Regions from separate parts of the Zea mays genome. Here region 2 is linked to region 1. Evidence: chromatin contacts called from public Hi-C data. All regions are on one chromosome and are shown on one strand. The core of a region is the stretch at or near the end of the contact, and the rest is flanking DNA. Distances in the headings are between cores, read along the strand shown.

The links. A called contact is a pair of places that touch in the nucleus more often than the background predicts.
Region 2: a Hi-C map of ear shows a contact between it and region 1, with 5 times the contacts expected there. The contact joins two enhancer-like sites. A contact is called at or near these places in 11 of 25 Hi-C or Micro-C datasets (ear, endosperm, leaf and 4 more) and 1 of 3 datasets of contacts at active chromatin or transcription factors (seedling).

Annotation. Positions count from the first base shown.
Region 1 is chr4:211,134,244-211,138,568 of Zm-B73-REFERENCE-NAM-5.0, reverse strand. It overlaps LOC100274308 (putative RING zinc finger domain superfamily protein), which reads right to left. Exons shown (of 15, transcript NM_001148671.2): 15 at 3,212-3,485. The coding sequence ends at 3,354. Among protein-coding and RNA genes, the nearest start is that of LOC100274308, 8.5 kb to the right of the region's middle. Within about 2 kb of position 2,873, at least 14 of the 20 cell types and tissues checked have an H3K27ac peak or open chromatin away from gene starts, as enhancers often do. A contact at or near this core is called in ear and root tip, where this site is marked.
Region 2 is chr4:211,465,631-211,470,005 of Zm-B73-REFERENCE-NAM-5.0, reverse strand. LOC100383886 reads left to right here. Exons shown (of 10, transcript NM_001346823.1): 9 at 1,457-1,578; 10 at 1,657-2,701. The coding sequence ends at 2,229. Among protein-coding and RNA genes, the nearest start is that of LOC111591370, 9.9 kb to the left of the region's middle. Within about 2 kb of position 2,580, at least 9 of the 20 cell types and tissues checked have an H3K27ac peak or open chromatin away from gene starts, as enhancers often do. A contact at or near this core is called in ear and root tip, where this site is marked.

The sequences.
Region 1 (4,325 bases), core at 1,624-4,123:
ACCAGAACATTATGGACCAGAAATCCCTTGATGACACAAGATATAACCATGGCATCATTCTTAGGATAATCTTTGAGCTGAAGATCTTCCTGGGAGAAGGTAATCGGAATGTGAGACCACTTGGATTTGATGAAGGGTCCTTGCACCCCAACATGCTACACTCTTCTTTGTTCTTCCTTCTTCTGCTTCTTGTTGGCTGGTTCAGAGCTTGAACCACCTGTGATTGGGAGCACCAGCTTCATGGTCGAAGGTGCTACAGCTTGGTTGTTGTGCGAAGCCATCGTCACAACTGTGGAAGTGAGTTCACTGGAGGTGGGCGCCAATGTTGGTCCTTGTTCTCAAATGCTATACATCAAGAACAAGACAACGCAATTGTTAACGATTAGAGACCTTCGTCCTTTGAAGTATTATCTCCCTTGGGATATAATGAACTTCAATATTGTGAACCTTGCTTGAATGTCATGTAGATATAAATGCTAAGTTCAATTAAGCTCTAGTATGATTCTCATAGACGCATGTATGGACTAATAGTAATATGGTCAAGTCAATTCACGATTCCTCATATCTTATTCACTTTGGCTTGACCAATCCTCTTAATCACTTCAACCTCTATTCTGATCATATATATGTAGTGATTTCTCAGGTCTTGTCCATATATATATTTAAACCAATACAGAGACCATATTATATCCATTTGCATTGTCTCATTGGTTATTTAACCTTGTGTTCAATCTTTGTTCACTGATCATTATACACTATTCAGGTATGTTCATCATACTGAATTTCCTGTTCAACACTTAGCAAACTTGTTAGACCTTTAAATATGTTGTTATCCAAATCACCAAAACTCACAAAAGGGGTGAATACACTTTCATAGTGTTTTCCTGTGCCGGGAGTCCTCTCGGTAAACGTGGTTGTTACCGAGAGTAGGACTTTGCCGAGTGTGGCTCTCGACAAAGACTTCTTTGCCAAGTGCCCAATAAAAAGCACTCGGCAAAGCGTCGAGCACTCGACAAAGAGTCAGATTCTGGTAGTGTGTGGGGTGGTACGGCGATGAATCTGTATTGCTGGCTCAATCAGTTTGCTTATTCGAGCTGGGGCACCACAAGTTTTTGCCTATTGACATGTTGATCAGGCAGACATGGCTGAAGAGGATGCAATCCGAAACGGTCTCGGTGCATCAAAATTCTATCAAATATTTATATTATCTGATCACAAGAGCCGATGACTTGCATCGAGCTGAGTCCTTACTTCGGGAACAAAACAACTCATGAAATCAATTGTTTCCTAAATAAGACGACCATAGGATCTTACCCCTCCCCGGGGCAAGATCTGGTTGTCAATCCAAGAGACCTCATCCTCGACTGTCTCTTAATTCTTAGACGACTCTACGTCGTCTGGGGACGTCCCAGGTGACCTGTCGACCCGGAGCACCCTAAGATCTCTCACCAGGGGGCAAGATCTAGATTCCAGCGAGGAAACAGAGGTTATGGTTTCACACATAGGCGTGTAGGGATGAAAACGAGACGAGGAAAATCCTGTACCGTCCTGTTTCGAATACCGTTTTTCCTGTTCGTTTTTTGAATTGTTTGGTAACCCATTAGAAACGGTACGAAACCGATTTAGCTAATATGAGATACATCAAGCGTATTATTTATTTGTTTGTGTATTTTTAATGTCTTAAAAATTAGGCAAAATGCCACTTTATTATGTATTTGTGGAAACTTGAAAATACTTATCTTTCCAACTAAGAGTTTATCGTTTCCGAAGAATCGGCAGGTTCGACCCCACATTTTGACCGTTGTTTTTCGTTTTCAGCCCGTTACAAAAAATATGAAAACAAAACCAATTTAGTCTGCATCAGACTGTGTCTATAGTTAGCTAGCTGTAGGTGTTTCTATGGATCATTAATTAGAACGCTGAAATCAAGAAATGTTATAGCCAAAACCTAGGGTACGTCAGAAGATTCGCTGCATTATTCTTTACAAAAAAAAAGATACAGAGGAGAGGGGGCTATCCGGCTCTCGGCAAGCGCTTCCAAGCGTGGTGTGAATTGTTAGTGGCAAGTCGAGTAATGGTGGTATGGTTGTGTGCGTGCTTTTCTTCTTTAATCAATTTCCATCGATGCATCGGATCACCCCCCGACTTTAATTCCTTTGCATGTATATATAATATACACCCAGTATCGTGGACGACTGGCGGCATGACTTTTGTCACATTCGTACTAGTCTATGCTCCCTCGCGTGACAACGCTTAACCCGAACCAAAACGCACTCTATAGTAGCTAACAACAGGTTTAACGAGTGACACAAAGAACTTTGTTATAATTAAAGAGCGACCATATCTGCTTTATTTACTTGAGAGAGAGAGAGAGAGAGAGAGAGAGAGAGAGAGAGAGAGTTTTAGATTATAATATGTGCAAGTGCATAGCTATGACATGTGGAGGTTTGATCACTAGTGCGTGATGTCGCAATTAGGTATAGGAATCCGTACGCATGCTACGTCAAGGACAACGAATCAACAAATAAATAAAAAGATGGACAAGGAGAGGGCACTACCATGGAGCCAGAATTAACGAGACGGGAAACGTCATTATCTATCTAATTGTTGGCAGACGATATTATCGTTATTTTTTTTGTGTGTGTTAATCATTGCGGGCGATATTTTAGCCCTAATCCACCGGCAGCGTAGATCGAAAGCTTTGGAAGCTCGCTCCAATAATAACGGAGTACGTATGAAACGAAAGAAAAAGGACTGGCAGCAGCATGCAGGACTGATGTGTGATGGCGAGTAGCAATGCAATGGGTGCTGCAGCGAGCAAGCACCCACAGTCCCACACCCACTTCCGTGCTGCAGGCAGGTTTTCCGGGGAGCGCCTCCTGCTACGGCCACGAAAAAGCTTGTGAATTTCGTGTATAGCTGCGCCGTCTGCTTTCCTCAGAGCAACTGCAGCACGAAAGAGGCAACAAAAGGCTGGGGCACCCCCCCCCCCCCCCCTATTGTTTTCTTTCTTTGTTGGAACTCCTGCAGCAGAATGCAATCGCCGTCAGGAGGAATCGGCCCATCAGCATTTTCTGCATCATCATGGGCGCCAGAAACGCCGTCCGCGTGTGAAACTAGCCTGGGGTATTTTCATTCAATTCAACCATCCCCCCCCCCCCCCCCCCCCCCCCGGACCTGCCGACAGAGCGGCGGTTCCGGCACCAGCAGCAATATAATTTCCTTGTCAGGTCCAGCCAGGATCAAACCAAAAAGGGTTCCAAACATGGACGCGCCACACTTCCTGACCATTTTGATGACACACACATACAATGGATGGTGATGACAATGGTGACAGAAACAGTCAAGTCTCACTAGGGCTGGTTGCCTCTTGTCGGGCGACACACGTGGTTCAGCTTCTTGGCGTGGTCAGGCCGATGGTGCTGGGTGCGGCACATGAAACCGTACCAGCAGCTCTCCCTCTCCGCAGCATCACGTGGAAGAAGCTGGAACCAAAAATAAAAACAAACATCACGAATTGCCATTAGCATACCAGTGGAACCTAACAAACAAATGTGTCTGTTATGTGCTGAAGATAATAAGATTCGGCTTAGAATGAAAGCTAACTTTGTTTTTGTTTTTTTTCTTCCTATCAGTGGAGGATACTGGAACCTACTTATAAATAACAAGCACAAAGTCCTCGGCATCTCTTGTAAGAAACATTCGTTATTGAAATCATCATGGTATTCGAAAGCAACAAATAGTTAGGCAGTCAGCACTGGACTTTTTCTTGGCCAGCTCGAATAGTCAATGAAGGATTTTGCCATGAAAGGAACTCATACATCGATCCATGCGTACAACTGTAAAGTTAAACCAAACTCTTAACTCGTATCAACCATGTTGAGTTTGACAGCACAAGCATTTAGACACAAAATTTCACCCAAAAAAAACACTCTAGGAGCACAGGAATGTGACAAAACTAGTTTTGAAACCCAGTTATGTTTCTGAAATTTGTTGCTCGACTAAATATATCGAGTAATATCCCATAAACAATCGCTGTTTCTTTTTTTTTTTTGGGCCAATTGTAATTTTTTTCATGTAATTTGGTAGGCAAGAACTCTTGTTTTTTCTTGGTATATGCATTTAAAAGTTGTCTCCGAAGTGTGTAACAGTATCCAAAGCTCTTAGGGAGGGCAAACTTACACTGAACTTGGAATGCAGGAAGCCTACACTAATGCCAACAAACTACCAGTTGTGCAATCAACGTCATGGGACCTTGCGTTGACTTTTTGAGTTTGATTGAAGGTATGTTTTAGTTTGTGGGTGTAATATATAGTAAGCCATTT
Region 2 (4,375 bases), core at 1,331-3,830, 330 kb before region 1:
CGTCTCCCTGTGCTGCTCGCCACCGCCGCTCCGTATCTGGCTATCTGCCCTGCTCAGCGCTCGTGCTCGCCACTCCAGTGCTCCAGCTCACTGTCCCTTTGCTGCTCACGCTCGCCACTGCCTCCCTTTGCTGCCACTGTCCCTGCTCTCATCCTTCTCCCTTTCCCTGCTGATCTGGTCACAATCTCCTCTAATTTTGGTTATTATGATGATGAAGAAACAAACAATAGTGCTGGCTATGGTGATGAGCAAGACAAAGACAAGAATGATGGTGGTATAGATGATCTGGATGATGGTTATTGAGATATGATAGAGGGAGATTGAGTAACACTTGTGTGCTTGCAGTTGTGGACATTGCATTCCACTTTAGTTGCTTTTGTGCTATGTTTGTGCCTTTGTGGTTGTGGACATTGCATTCCACTTTAGTTGCTTTTGTGGTATGCTTGTGATTGTGGACTATTGAACATTTCATTCCACTTTTTTTGTGGTTGTCACTTGCTAATTGCTATTAGTTGAACACTTGAACTTGTGTTATTGTGGATTTGTGGTAGTGTGGCTATGGACATGTTACATTATTATGTGAATTTTTGTTATATTCATATTTTGTCCATGTTTAAAAAGACGTTTTAAAGCTCGCTTAAATGTTTTAAAGTTAAAAAGTTCTCATGAGCGCTTCAACGTTTTATCGCTTTAATAACCTTGCAACTCAGTCACAGTCCACTGGGTCTATGAGCTAGTTTTTGGTAGACTAGTTACAGTCAGGATTTGAGAACTTCAGCTATTAGGCTATGGTCAACAGATCATGCATATGACCATGCAAAGTACTCTTTTGTACTGTAGACTGCACTGTTTACATAGTGTGGTTTGAAATAGGAGATGGAGATAAGTAAGCTGTTGGAGCCTTAGTGCATGGAGATCAGTGATCCACATGCTCAAAACATGACCTGCCGTTTACTATCACTAAATTTCTATATGCCTCTTTTGAATTATCATATTTTCTTTTTTCTTGTTGGTTTTCATCCTTAGTCTACTTGACTTGCTTGGGACTAAATGTTTTTGGTGGGGGTTAAAGATGGGAACCTGGTACTGAAGGCATGTTATAAACTGCGCTGAAGTTAACTTCCTGAGTAATTCTTCTTTTTCACTTGTAAGGTGAGTTGAGAAGTTGACATTATCATCTTCCGACCAATTTGTGCTGATGAAATTTCCTATTTACTTCTATGTGCTCTTTAGACATGATCTATGTACATATATCGCTAGAATAATAGGCATCTTGAGGTCGAGAGTTCTGTTTTGAGGGATTGAAAATATAATCAGTACTTTGCACATTCGGTCAAGAAGCTACATTATGGCATATTGAGAAGCTGTGATTTTTTTTATCATCTTTACATGAGCTATGCCATTCCTGTGGATGCTAATATGGGTACCGCTTCATTTTGTTTTCATTGTAATACAGAGAAAGCAAGGATTGAGGCTCAGGTGAAGGCTGCTGAAGCAGCTGCACAACAAAAGTTTGAGGAAGAAATGAGGGTGAAGCGAGAGCAGGAAAGGGAAGCAGCACGGCTGGCAGTACGCATGGTACAACCTGCTTGCGGTTTTCTGACCTGCAAGTTTATATGCTTGATGGTATGAAGGGATAAATCTCCTCTTGTGCAGATGAAGAAGACTGTTGATATTGACAACAGTGACTTCCTAAAGGAGCTGGAGAACTTCAGCAAAACGTGGCAGTCGAATCCACCTGGCAAATTAATCGTGGATTTTATTGATGGGGACTTGCCACCGGGGTTAGGGAGCCCTCTGGAGAGGCTTGGCCTGTTCATGAAGAACGATCTCGAGGATGAGGTGGAACAGGAAGTCGAGGACAGCGCATCACCCTCGATGGACGTTGACATGAGGAAAGATTTAGCAGGGCATGAAATGCAAGACAGCATATCACCCGTGAAGGTCATTGGCACGAAGGATGACTTCCAGGGAGCGGACATTAACACGAGGAAAGATTTCCAGGAAGACGCAGCAGGGCATGAAATGCAAGACTGCATATCAGCCGTGAAGGTTATTGGCACGAAGGATGACTTCCAGGGAGCTGTAGGGCATGAAATGGCGAACAGCCTATCACCATCCACTTTCGTTGACACAAAGAAATATTCCGAAGGGACAGAACATGAGATGGTGGATAGCATATCGCCTTTGATGGATCCTAACACCGAGGAAGGGGAGATCAGCTGCTGACGTTAGCTACACTTGTCATCCACATCATTTGTTGAGTTCGTGAGGCAGACATCCTTGCTGGGTTGTTGGATTAGGCGACATCATAAGCAGAGTGACGAAGAAACGCTATTCCCCTCTGGTTGTGTCGTAGAACAATGTGGAGAACATGTGTCAGCCGAACTGAGTAGTGGTTTTGGCTTTGTTGCGGTTTTTTTTCCTGTCGTGGTCTTGTCAGTCGGGCACTCCGCTGTATGCTGGGTTACCTGAGCTCGTCAGCTGGATGACCTGTATAAAAACATGATGAAATTAGGGAGGGGTTAATTTAGTGCTAGTATATATTGTAGGTGTAGGACTGTAGGAGCTTATGGTGGAGCCGGCTGCAGCACACAAGCTATAGCATTGTTCTCAGATTTGGTCAGCGCGCCGTAGTACCTTGTTACTGTATTCATTCTAAAACTTGAATAAAATGATGCCAGTCGCACAAGTTACTGTAGGAGTAGCTATGACATGTTATTTGAAATACTGTGTTCGGTTTATTCGATGAAAGTGACGCTTCCTGAGTTCATTTCTTAAAATTTAGTGGAATAAGTTTATTTCTCATATTAGCAATAATTATATGCCTACGAGGAAAGGTGCGGTCATGTACGAACTCATCTTAACTATATATTTCTAAGAAATGAGGTGACGATAACTATCAGGTTTCATATATTTCTAACAGTGGGGCGGCCGAATCAAGCAGAGTCAGGCTAAGACATATTTTGTCCTTCAATAAAAGCTCAAGACAAAATTACTGAGTTTTTATACATTTCCTTATTATTAAACTTTGGTAATGAAAGATTTTATAGGAGCTCCTAACATCTTTGTCTACAGTAATTATTAAACTCTCATGTCTACAGTACACAGTCGATACCAAGTATAGGTTGGCCCGGCCCGGCACAACACTAGCACTATTAGGCACGACACTATTAGTAATCGTGTACAAGTTAAAGAAGAATGTGAGTTGGAGTCGAATCCAGATTATTGATATAGTAGATGATGATAGATTACCGGAGATCCTATCACTTTGACTGGTTTTTTTTTCTAATCTGACTAGAAGTCAGTAGCCCCCGAGCGTGAACCGTGAAGTCACAAGAGGTCGGTATAATTTCCCTGAAACAATAATAAGGAGCAATACGAGTAGTATTCTTTGCAGAAGAATATTTCATTATAAATAATATCTGTATGACCCGAATAAGTCATTCAGATAAACGAAAAACAATTCACATATTCAAATATGTGATAAATAAATAAAACCACTTACAACCCGTTTGGATGCCTAGAAATGAAATCTTTTCCAAGAAATAAATTCCAAGAAATGAAATATATAGAATTCAATCGACTAGAAAGTGATTCAATTCCATTATTTTTGTTTGGTTGTACAAGCAATTGAATTCCTAGAATTAAATTCTAGATGTTGTTTGGACACTTTGCACACGGAATTTGAATTTGAATACAAACAAGGATCTTTTGACTTTGCATCTGCTTAAAAATGAGCATGAACAATTTACAACTATCAGAAACTATTAAGTTCACAAATAACAGTTCCACAAAGGCAAGTCACACATAACAGTTTCACAAAGTCATCAAGTTCGCACATAAAAGTTCTACAATGACATCAAATCTTCACATAGTAGTTTCATAAAGCCATCAAGTTCGCACACAATAGTTTCACATAGCCATCAAGTTCGCACACAAAAGTTTCACAAAGACAAGTTCACACAATCAGTTCAACACATAGATCTAAGTTCACATATAAGTTGTTTCACTTCCTTAGCTGCATCATAAGCCACCTCTTCCTCCTTTCCATTGGGAGTGCCATCATCGACTCAAACTTGCGTGCATTAGAGGTGAGGATGTCATAAAAAGCTCAAGTTCTGTGTCTTCATCAAGTCCCTCAACCTCTTGTAATGCGGCGAGAACTTCGGCGGAAGAGGGTAGCTTTGGACCGTCATCTTTCAATGCAGATGTAAGCATGTCAAACTTATCACACTACATAGAGTTAAATGAATCATATGATCTTTGTCTTTTTAAACTACTCGAGAAAGATACATAATATGGAGCATCCTTGCCTCCGGTATCATTCTCTTTTGCCATTTCCTTTGAACTTTCAGCTGCTGTTTTAGTACCC